2 separate regions of the Sus scrofa genome follow, and region 2 is linked to region 1. Evidence: chromatin contacts called from public promoter capture Hi-C data. All regions are on one chromosome and are shown on one strand. Each heading gives the region's core, a stretch centred on a gene start, on an enhancer-like site or on the middle of the called end of the contact. The rest is flanking DNA. Distances are from core to core; before and after follow the strand shown.

Region 1 (5,473 bases), core at 2,034-4,533:
AACAGGGACTAACTGGGTACGCAAATACAACCCGTTCGAATACAAATCTCTTCTGTGCTCAAGAACAACACAGGAAACTTGACAGATTTTTTCTTTCCAGGTGGATTACACCTATTAGGCTGCAAAGGCTAAAAACCACAGACCCTTCCTGCTAGTATTAGTCACTTCATAACAAAAATTTTAAGCCAAAGCTTCCTTCCGGATAATCGTTTTTGTCCCTGCAACACTGCAAGCCAAGATGGGGTGCCCTCCTGGGCAAAAGAACCCTGTGAATGGTAATGAGAGTTTCATACATAACTTCTGACCACAGACTTAATTTGCCCAGTATCACTTATCTGTCTAATAAGTGTTCCAAAACCAGCAATTAGTACAAATATAAAGCAGGCACTATTCCACCAACCGAGAGAGAGAATGTAAGTGGAACTGTGCAGAGTGCTTATGGAAAACCTCTTTTTTAAAACAACAACAACAACAACAACAAACCCAGAGAGCTAAAAAAGGCAACGCAAAAACGGGTGGGAACAAATACAACAGCCCCTCTCCTTCCCGCTCTCTCTCCAGCCATCTCCTCTCACCAAGGTCTGCTTTAGTATACTGCTGCTGAACAACAGAACAAGACTCATTAGAACAAGATGCAATCGGGGTACCGGCGCAAAGGTGGGATTATTTTTTTGTGGAGGGCGGTGGAGATTTCTCCAGGCAGAAGCTGGAGTGTAAACTCTGCTTGGCCGGATTGTTCTGGGCTGAACTGCAGAGGAGGATCAAGCAACGGGCGACCAACCCTAGTCCTTCCCTCCCTCTTCAGTCTCTCCCCTCCCCTCGCTTTCAGTCGGGAGGGGGTGGGAAGCGCACAGCTTTCCAGCTCTCCGCTCCTTAAAACGCTCTCGCGGAGCCACCGCACATAATCCTGCCCCGGCAGCAGAGAATTTTGCAGCGAAGGGTTCGCCGATCCGGAGCGGAGAAGTGAAATCCGCGCCCAAGGGCAATTTTAATTGTCTAACCCGGCCCGATTTCCTAAGAGGCGGCAGCGCGGGGAGGGGAGGGAAGAGGGAGGCAGCTCCGAGAGGCAACAGGGGGCAAGCGGCGGCAGAGAAAGGGGACCAAAGCGGCAAGATCTCAGCCCCGGCCCCGGAGAAGCTTCTGCAGAAAGGACTCCGAGGCTACCACCACCGTTCCCCGGGAGACGTTTGAAAATCATATATGCAGCCAAAATGGCGCTGAGAATAAAAATATAATTTAAAGGCAGGTCGCCATATTGTAAACAGAGAGGCACAGAAGAGGCGGACTCGAGAGACACCCTCCATGATTTCTTCCACGGCCCAGAGCGCCCGGGCGCCGGGTCCGGCGGGCCTGGACCAGGGCGGCCAAGGGCTCCTGCGCACCCACCCCGAGGACAGCCCAGCCCGGCAGCAGCCCGAGGGCGGCGGGCGCGCGGGCAGGAGAGCGGCGCAGGGCCCGGAGCTCCTCCCCTTCCTCCCCCGCCACCGCCGGCCGAGCCCTGCCGGCTCGGTCCCGGCTCCCCAGCGACTTCCAATCCCAGATGGGGCTCTCCTCACTCCTCCCAACCCCCACCTCGGGGTCCGGACCCACCGCTGCTCCTCCCCCTCGAACGGCCGGATCCGGGCAGCACCTGGGGGCGGGGAGGCGCTCGCCCCAGCGGCTGCAGAAAGTCAGCTAGCGGCTGCAAACGCCCGTTATTTCGGCAGGCTGGGGTAGGCCGGGTGAAGGAATGTGCCGAGAAGGGTCCTTCAAGGGGCTACAGAGGGGTCCCCAGACCTTACCAGCACTGGAGGTGGAAGGCGGCCGGGCAGTGATCACAGCACAGGAGATCCCCCCCTTCTTTGCAGCTATCGCAGCTGTCGTGGTTGGTGGCCCTGCCGCTTCTCCGGGGCTCCTTCTCTGGCTTCCGACTCCGCTTTTCTGCCTCGTCCGCCTTGGGGGGAGCCAGCAGAGCCTGGATTTGCTGCACACACATACAAATGGCGTGTGTGCACACTCGGAGCTCCCGGGCGGTCCGTCGCCCCCCCGGCGCAGCTTCTCTGTCACCCACCCTTCTCCCCCCTTTTGTCCTTCTTCCTCCCATCCAGGCTGCTCCCAGAACCTCTCAGCCCCCGGAACAGGGGAGCCCACCCTAACCGCGTTCCTGCAGCACAACAACGAGAACGGCTTCTTCCAAATGGGGAGGATCAGGGTAGGGGGGATGGGGAGAGGGTGTGCGGTTCCCTTCTCGCCACTTCCTTGTATGGACAGTGGGGGACTCCAAAGCGAGGCTCGGGAGAGGCCTGAAGCTCGGTACCCGGACGTGCTGGGGGAAGCACAAAGGGGCCGACAAGAAGGGGGTGGGGAGGCCCGCCGGTGCAACGCGATGGAGTGGGTTGGCGCTTCGGGAGAGCGAATCGAGGGCGGCGGGTAGGTGAAACTGCTGCAAACGTCCTCGGCGGCTGAGCTCAGCCCCCCGAGTTGCAAAGATGGGAGGGAGCGTCTGGGTGAGAAGAGCCCCCCCCCTTCCCCGGCCCTCTTGCGCTGCGAGCTCAGGACCGGCTTTGTGGGGCGGAGGGCGGAGGTTCTCTACTGGCGCTAGGGAAAAGAAATGAGGAGGGCCACTCTTACCTCCATCAGCCCCCCCGACGTGTCCAAGTCGTACACGATCGTCTTGGTCTCCATTTTCTCCCACATTCATCCACCTCCCGGGCTGGGCGCTCTCTGCTCCGGCCCCCCCAACCCCGGGGGGAGGGGGTAGCGGGGGGAGGGGGCGCTCCTGACCCCGGCCCCCCTTCTTTTTTACCAACACGGGTCCCGACTTCTTCGCCCTGGCTCCCCCCACCCCCCGGCCCCCAGTCCCCGGGACGACAGCGTCCTCCCACGGGCCGTGAGGGGGAGCGGCCCCTCAGCCCCGGCCCGGCGGCTGGCTGCACGGTGGGTCCCGGCTCCGGGGGTCAGGCCTCGGCGGGGCCTAGTCCCACAGGCTAAAGCCGGCGCTGGCGACCGCTGGTCCGGCCGGGAAGGCTGGCGGGCGCTGCCATCCCGGGGCTGGGGGGATCGGAGGGGGGGTGAGAGGTTAGGTGAGGTTGTGGTACGTGAGGTGACTGCGGGGAGGGTGATGGGGGGTGGTCCCCGGGCTCCGCCTCTCGCCGCTGCCGCCGTCTGCGTCCCGGCTGCCGCGCACTTGGCGCAAACTTACCGCGAGCGCCCGCAAAGCCACCCGCGCAGGCGCCCCGGGATCGCCGCTCGCCGCGCGCAACCGCAGTGACAGCCGGCGGCCGGGCTCCCGCGCAGCCGCAGTGAGGGGGTACCCCCCAGCGCGCAGCCGCGCTGGCATTCGTCTGGAGCACCGAAGCCCCGCCTTTCTGCCCTGCGCCAGCGTACTGAGGTAAAAGGGCGGGACCTGAGGTCTCGCGCAGGCGCCTGGGCGAGCTGGTAAGGGTCATAGCGCAGCCGCAGGAACAGGAGGACCCTTCATCCATTGGAGTTTGTGAATAGCCCAAGAGCACCCGGTTCCCGCGCAGGCGTGTTAAGGATGCTCCCCTCTCGCCCCACAACAACGCAGCCGGCTCCCGCGCAGGCGTGTTGTTACCTGTAGGCCCTCACAAGAGTGCTTATACTTTCGCCATTTTGGTAATGATATATAGGCTATCGTGTCCTTGGAGTCCTTAGGCATGAACAGAAAGGAGCAAAGTGTAGTGCTGGCTGGACTGATAGGCCGTACTCCTAAGGATGTCGTACTGGACTGTCAGGTTCCAGCGTCAGGTGTGGCTGGACCAGGCGCCATATTGGTAAAGATAAAAGAAAAGCCATTGCAACGGAAAACGATGTTTTCGGTGTCGGGTTGGATGGCTACTGTTCCCAATTCCCTCCCGATCCCGACAGTAAATTTTAGCTTGAGCATGCTTGCCTTTGCTAGTGATGGCACCATGGAGAGCTCTCCGTTACGACTTGACCACTATCTCTGAGAACCACTCTCCGAAAGGAAGCCAAAAGCGAAGTTTGTAATGCTGACAACGCCCAGCTACCTGCCTACTGTGGACTTCAATTCCCAGTTTGCAACGCGCAAAGGGGCCAAAGGGCGAACGGGAGCGCATTGCACCCTGGAAGCAAGAATCGCGATGGGTCTGGTGGATTGTGGGAGCCGTAGTTCCATGTGCGTGCGATGCAGTGTGCAGTAGGATGAACTGGGGGAAGAGTGATTTGCCTGCCCGGAAGAGATACTTTTTATAGCTTCAGTGTGGTATGCTGGGATTTGTAGTCTGAAGGCCTCACTGAAATTCTGGGCAGGACTTCAGCTCCCTCCTCTGTGATCGCCCTCCCCTTGGTCTCATCTTCGGAGATGGCCTGTTGTCTCTGCCTGACTGTTGATGGAGCGAAGGAGAAGGGAGTGGCATCATTGTGCCTGACACTAGGCATTTAGTTGGCGTTTTTACCAGATATCCTGGGCAGGTAGCCTGGTTCACTTTTGATGTTAAGGTATCCTTAGCATTCTCAGAAACCTAAAACTGGAAAGGGTTTAAAGAGCATCTGTATTAATCCCCTCATTTCCAGAGGCACAGAGAAGAGTAGTGATTTGCATATTTCACATAATGCATTTATGGCAGACCTAGGAATGAAAAAGATTTGATTCCCAAGTTAGGACACTATCTATCTGCCTGTGAGGAGATGCTGCTTCTTTTGGGATGATAAAGTGGATAGGGTAAGGATGTCCATATGTGGTCTTAGGTTTCTGTTTCTCTGACTTTCCTAATGATCCTGTTGGTGCCTGGAAAGAACACTAAGGTCCTGGGCCTTATTGATCAAAGGATATGTAGATCGGCCCTTTCTGTCCTCTACCAGCCTCAGCAAACAAGAATTTTTTTGTCTTTTAGGGCGGCACTCCCAGCATGTGGAAGTTCCCAGTCTAGGGGTAAAATTGGAGCTGTTGCCACTGGCCTACACCACAGCTACAGCAATGTGGGATCTGAATCCTACACTGCAGCTCCCAGCAAGACTGGATCCTTAACCCAGTGAGCAGGGCCAGGGATCAAACTTGCATCCTCATGGATGCTAGTCGGGTTCGTTACCACTGAGCCACAATGAGAGCTCCCAAACAAGACTCAATGATTGTGGGCCAGAGATGTGGCCCTCAGAGAGAGAGGAGGGGAGAGCTAGAAGTATGAAAGTGGCTGAACCTCATCCCTTCTGAGGCTGTATTTCACACCCTCACAAATGGATACATCATGTGCCCTCACCGCCCTGGCTTCCTTCCTATTGCTCAGGGCCCAGCTGTGCTGCTGTGTCAGCCTGAAGGTATTGTGGGGCAGATAAGTAAGCCAGTGGCACATGCCCAATGAGCAAGGCCTTGCTTTGATCAATACCATCATTGCAGTTAAGAACAGAAATAGGCATTAGTGGGCTAATGAGGAAAGTAACACTTGATCTGTTGACAAGTGCCAGAGAAACTAATCACATCACACACCTTCCTCTTAGAACTTGGAGGGTAAGG
Region 2 (5,473 bases), core at 1,515-4,014, 610 kb after region 1:
CAGGCTGCACCTTACTTTTCAGCTCCATGACCCTGCAAATTAACCAACCACAAAAGGGCCACAACCCCACTCCTAGGGCAGATTGCAGGGCTCCTATTACAGTGAGAAGCTTATGACTTTGGGTAGGAAGCATATTCCAAGGAGGTGGCTCTGGGCCTGGGCTCCAGACTGTTGGTTTCCCTCAAGCCTCTTACCTAAGCTGCTATAGGTCCCAGACTGAGAATGCCACCCCATGCATCATAGGGTGCAGGTGCCCCTAAAAAGTCAGCTGAGGTCCTGAGAAGCATCCAGACCCTTAGGGAATGCCTACCAGACAGCATGCTAGGTGCAGGGGTTGGGTGATGAAGAAGACTTTGATGGCACCCTGCCCACCATACCACCTGCCTCTTCCTGACCTGTATTCTGGATCAGGGGAAAAGGTAGTACCAGGAGCACAAAAGGTCTCTGTGGGATGAGGACTTGGGGTACGAGCTGGGTTGGGCACCCCAACACACCAGATACATACCACTCCTCCCTATGCCCGCTGAGCATCTAGAGACTTCAGCCAAATGGTCAAAAGCAATGGAGAAAGGACAACTGCCTTGATAATGCTGCCTGTGTCCCCCAGGTCCAGAATCAGGACCACAGACTTTGGAGATAGGATAGTTTTTTTTTTTTTTGGTCTTTTTCTAGGGCCTCACCCACAGCATATGGAGGTTCCAAGGCTAGGGGTCTAATCGGAACTGTAGCCACCAGCCTACGCCAGAGCCATAGCAACGCCAGATCTGAGCGGCTGGATCCTTAACCCACTTGGCGAGGGCAGGGATTGAACCCGCAACCTTGTGATTCCTAGTCGGATCTGTTAACCACTGAGCCATAGCAGGAACTTCTGGATAGATCTTAAAAACCATTTCTATTCCAACTTCTTTACCTCAGAGTTGAGGAACCTGAGACCCTGAGGGGGAAAAGTCTTGCCATGAGTCAGAGTAAGCTGGAAACAAAGGCAACACCAAAATCCAGGCTCCCCTGATAAGATATCTACTAAGCACCCCCTCCCACTCTTACTTGCCCTTCCCACCCCCACTGTGACGTGTGTCCAGCAGAGATGCAAAAGGGCGGCCTGGGACAGGCACTGAGAAAACAAGTTCTCCTCTTAGCCCTTCCATCCCCAGACCTGCCTGCATTTGGGGGAAGGAGATAGTAGTTTCTAACTCATCAGGGGTAAGGTCGGATGACCCACCTCCTCCCCCATAGCTTCTTGGGGGCACTCTGGACCCTAACATGCCCTGAGAGGAGGCCTCAGGGTCATGACTACCCAGACTACCATGCCTCTGCCAGGCACCCACAGTTCCCAAACACTCTAGCTTGGAGACATCAGAACCACCAGAGCGTCTGTTGCTCTCAACCTGTTGGGGGTCCTGGACCTCTCCAAAGGGTGGCTGGAAGTTATGGGCACACAAAACAACACCCCACACTCATGCTTAATTGCGCCCATAGTCCCCCCTCCCTGAGTCCACCCGGTCTCCCAGCAAGATAGCTCCTTTTATAAAAAGAGAGGCCGGTCAAGGGCCAGGGCTTCCTTCCCCGGGCCAGATGCTGAGCCCCATCACCGGCAGCGTCCTCCCACATCAGAAGGAAGCATCCTCTCCAGGTCACTGCTTCTCACTCCCTCAGCAGGTCAAGGGGTTTCACCTGGACCTGACTCTGCTGGGAATAAGAGAAAAACCACGGCGACTACAGCCAGAAGGCAGGCCAGGAAGCCAGGTGAATCTCAGGAATCTAGGCACCCCTTGGCACTGCTCCCCACCCATTTCTGACCAGACTGGCCTAGGAGATGGCAAGGGGTCTGTGCTCAGGTTGGGGCAATGCCAAGCCCACCTTCCAAGCAGGCCTTACTGGAGCACAGGGGAAGCTGAATCTCGTTTCCAGTCATCAGGCCTGGGGACGCCTCAGGGGAAGATGCCCAGGCTCAAGTGGCCCTGAACACCAGGCCCTGCAAAGGGCCCCAGCCTTGGGAGCCAGGGGCAAGGAGTCCTAGGAGTAGCCACCCCGTCAAATGCTCCAGAGGAAACAGTATCCAGACCCCCCCTAGCCCATCTGCCCAGCTCTCTGCCCCTTGCCCTCCGCCACCCCAGCGGGCGTGCAGACCATGCGAGCAGCAGGTGCAAGACGCGGGGGTGGCACTGAGATGACACAAAACCTCACTCGCCCCCACCTCCTAAACCCCGACCGGCCTCGCCACAGCCCTCCTGCCACCCCAGGCTGGCGCTTCCGTTTGGATATGAGATGGAAGCGGGGGGTGCAGCCAGCTGCCCGCCTCCCTCTGACTGAGGGGTGGGAGGCGGCGCCGGGAATGTCCTTTCTCGCTTGTCCACGGACACGAGGAAACTGGGGCCCCCAGGACGGCCCTCCCGCCAAGGACGAGGCTCGGCAGCGGCCGGGGCGGGGGCCGAGGCCGGAGGCCGCAGCCCCCAGCCCCGCCCCGCCCTCCGGCCCCGCACGGCGCTCCCGCCAGGCCCCGGCGCCCGCCCGGCGGCGCCTCGGTGCGCGGTCCCGCCCCCGGCCCGGCCCCGCTTACCCGGGGCGCTGCAGTCCGCACACACCTCCGCTCGCGGCCCCTTCCGGGACATCCTCAGCGGCGACGCGGCCGCAGCCCTCTGGGCCAGCGTGGGGGGCGCGGGCGGCGGGCCCGGGCGGCGGCGGCCCCTGCTGCCCGGCCCGGCTCCGGCAAGGCCCCGGCTAGGCTCCGCGCGCCCGGCCAACCGTCCGCCCCCGGGGCTGGCCCGGAACCCGCCGTGCCCGCCCGCCCGCTCGCCCTCGGGCGCCCTCCGCCCCGCGCCGCCCCGCGCCGCCCCGCCGCCGCTCGCCGCTCGCTCTCTCCGCCCCCTGCGCGGCTCTCGGCCGCTCCTGCAGGAAGCGGCGCAGGCCCGGCCCACCGGGGGAGGGGCAGCCTGCACACCCGCCCCACCGCCGGGCCCTGCCGGCCGCGCCTCCCGGAGAAAGGAAGCCGGGAGCGCGGGCGGGAGGGGGTGGGGGCGTTTAAAGGGGCCGCGGCCGCCGCCGCCGCCGCCGGGCCCGCGCTGCAGCGTCGCCTGCGCCCTGCACTGGGCTCCGGCGCGCCCCTGTCCCTGAGGCTGTGCGAGCTAGCCCCACAGCCCCATCCCCTTCACTGAGACGGAAGCTGGCCCGGGGAGCTTGAGCCCAGGGACAGTGACCCCTGGGGATCAAAGAAGAGAGTAAGGAGCTGAAGGCCCAGGCCCCCCTCCTCATCCAGAGGCTGTGGTTCGGGGTAACGTTCCTGTCTCTGTTTGGGGTGAGTTGTGCGTCCTGGTCCGCTGTGTGTTCACATCTGTGTGTCCAGGTGTTTGTGTGGTCACACTCTTGTTGACTACGCACACCGCCAACAATATGGACGCCCAAGTGCCAGAGGTCATGCAGTGTATACCCCTGCCTCCGAGCTGAATAAACATCTATCCCTCCTCCCGGCTTCCATCCAGAAATGAAAGAGTGTGGACTGTTTTTGAAGACCTCCTGAGCAGTGACCACTGTGCCTGTGTACAGTAATACCCACTTGGCATCGGTCTTGCATACATCATTGGTGTTTCTGAGCCACGGGAAGTCTGCGTGTCCAGGGCACAAGCATATAACATACAGGGGCCTTTTTTGCGGTGGTTTTTCCTCCTGGACTTCACACAGAGACTCGTTGGAGGATGGGGGACAGGGAGAGGAGGCAGCAGGCCACACGTGGGTGCACCCCAGCACTGAGCATGCTCCCCCATACACGTGTGCCCCACGTGCACCCAACCCCCATCTTGCAGCAAGAAAGGCTAAAGCGCTGGGTTTGTGGAGAGAGGGCAGGGGTGCTAAGGCCCAGGCCCAATGGGTCCTGATGAAGTGGTGACACGATTAAAGGAGGGTTCCCCAGTGGCAGGCGGGGAGTCCTGCTTAGTAACAAGGGGTGGGGGTAGGAGGCGAGTCCTTGGGCAGGGGTGCAGGAGTTGGTTGATTTTAAACCAGCGGTGCCAGAGCAGCAGTGACTTGTGGGTGGGCAGGCTGCTTCCCTGGGGGAGACAAGTAATGCTCATGAGTCACACCACCCGAAATACATGCAAAGCTGCCTCCATCGCCTTTCTCTGCAGCCCAGATTGACAAGTTTGTTTGAAATCGCGATCCACGGGGTATATTTATAATCGCACCTTAAAAAAATCTCCTTGCAGTCTTCCCCTCCCCCCCCGTAGCCAGCCGTTCAGCTTGCAGGGCTTCTGGGAGCAAAGATACCTCGCGGTGGGGGGGGGGGGGCACCACCTGCCGCCCGGTGCTGCACCCCCCACCCTCAGGAGTCCGTCCGCCGAGTTGGTGGTCCCACCCCTGGCGATGGGAGGAACGGCCAGGAGGCACGCGCGCGCGTATACACACACACACACACACACACACACACACACACCGCACAGCCCTTGAGCGGTGGCCGCCCGTTCACCCCCGATCGACCCCCAGCTATGGAATTTCATTTATTAAATGTCGAGGCGGCTGCTGGCAGCCCCATAGCTCGACTGTCTTTGTTTCTCTGCTGTGTGGGCGCGTCTCGAGCACGTGGCAGCTAGAGAGCGCGCAGGCGAGGAAAAGCGACCTGGGTTTAGAGTCCAGGGCTGCGGGACCAAAAAGAGAAACTGGCTGCCGGGAGGATAGGGCCCCCAGTCCAGGCTGAGGTCCCTTCCTCCTAGAGCTCCAAGCCTTTCCAGGGGAAGAGGCATGAGTCACCCTGTTCCTTCAACCCCACTAGCCCCATCTCCTGGTTGGCCCTGGGACTACCTGGGAGTGGCCCAAGCACGGATCCACTCTCCAAACTTTGTTCCTGAAGCCCCCAGCCTCGCTACAGCCGAGCTTCTAGGCCTGGGGCTAGGGGTAAAAGGATTTCAGCAGGATCTCCCTTTGGCGACGTCGCCTCTTCAGGAAACAAGGCAGTTAAAAGAGAAATCACAAGGTTCTAAAAACAATTTAACGGGGAAAAAGTACAGGCATTCTCCGGGCCACTCCTAGTCGTCCCTTCCCAGCTCCAGCCTCCTCCCCAACTCAGGCTGCAGCCACGACACTCTGCTGACCCCTCGTGGTGGAGCTGGGCAGCGGTCCCCGGCTGCTGGAGATGGCAACTGGCTCCTCCCGGGCTGAAGAAAGGGGCGAGGCAGTCCACTCCTCCCTCATCCTTTCCCGCCCAGGGCTGGCACTGCAGGGTGTGGAGTAGGAAGGAGAGAAGACCACACAAAGAAACCTGACAGAGGCTTTGAGAGTTTGCAAGCTTTTGCTAGCGCCTCCCACACAAACGCTTCTTGGATTGTTCTATGTAGGGCTGGTATGGAATCCCTTATGCCTGTCTTGTTCTAAGGTGGGCTCAGGAAGGCACTGCGCCTGGTCCTGCCACCTGTCCTAGTCGGCCTGGTTGGGGAAGGGATGTGCCAATATCAGGGGCAGTCACTATCCTTAGCTCACTCCAGGAGGT

What was found. Promoter capture Hi-C pulls out the DNA fragments that hold promoters and counts their contacts.
Region 2: a promoter capture Hi-C map of liver shows a contact between it and region 1, with 3 times the contacts expected there. The contact joins the promoter of GIT1 here to the promoter of PHF12 in region 1. A contact is called at or near these places in 1 of 5 promoter capture datasets (liver), 1 of 47 Hi-C or Micro-C datasets (embryonic fibroblasts) and 1 of 2 datasets of contacts at active chromatin or transcription factors (skeletal muscle).

Annotation. Positions count from the first base shown.
Region 1 is chr12:45,171,472-45,176,944 of Sscrofa11.1, forward strand. PHF12 (PHD finger protein 12) reads right to left here and starts at 3,284. Exons shown (of 16, transcript XM_005656997.3): 1 at 3,182-3,284; 2 at 2,611-3,030; 3 at 1,782-1,963. The coding sequence starts at 2,676.
Region 2 is chr12:45,780,888-45,786,360 of Sscrofa11.1, forward strand. It overlaps GIT1 (ARF GTPase-activating protein GIT1), which reads right to left and starts at 2,765. Exons shown (of 20, transcript XM_021067515.1): 1 at 2,558-2,765. The coding sequence starts at 2,609.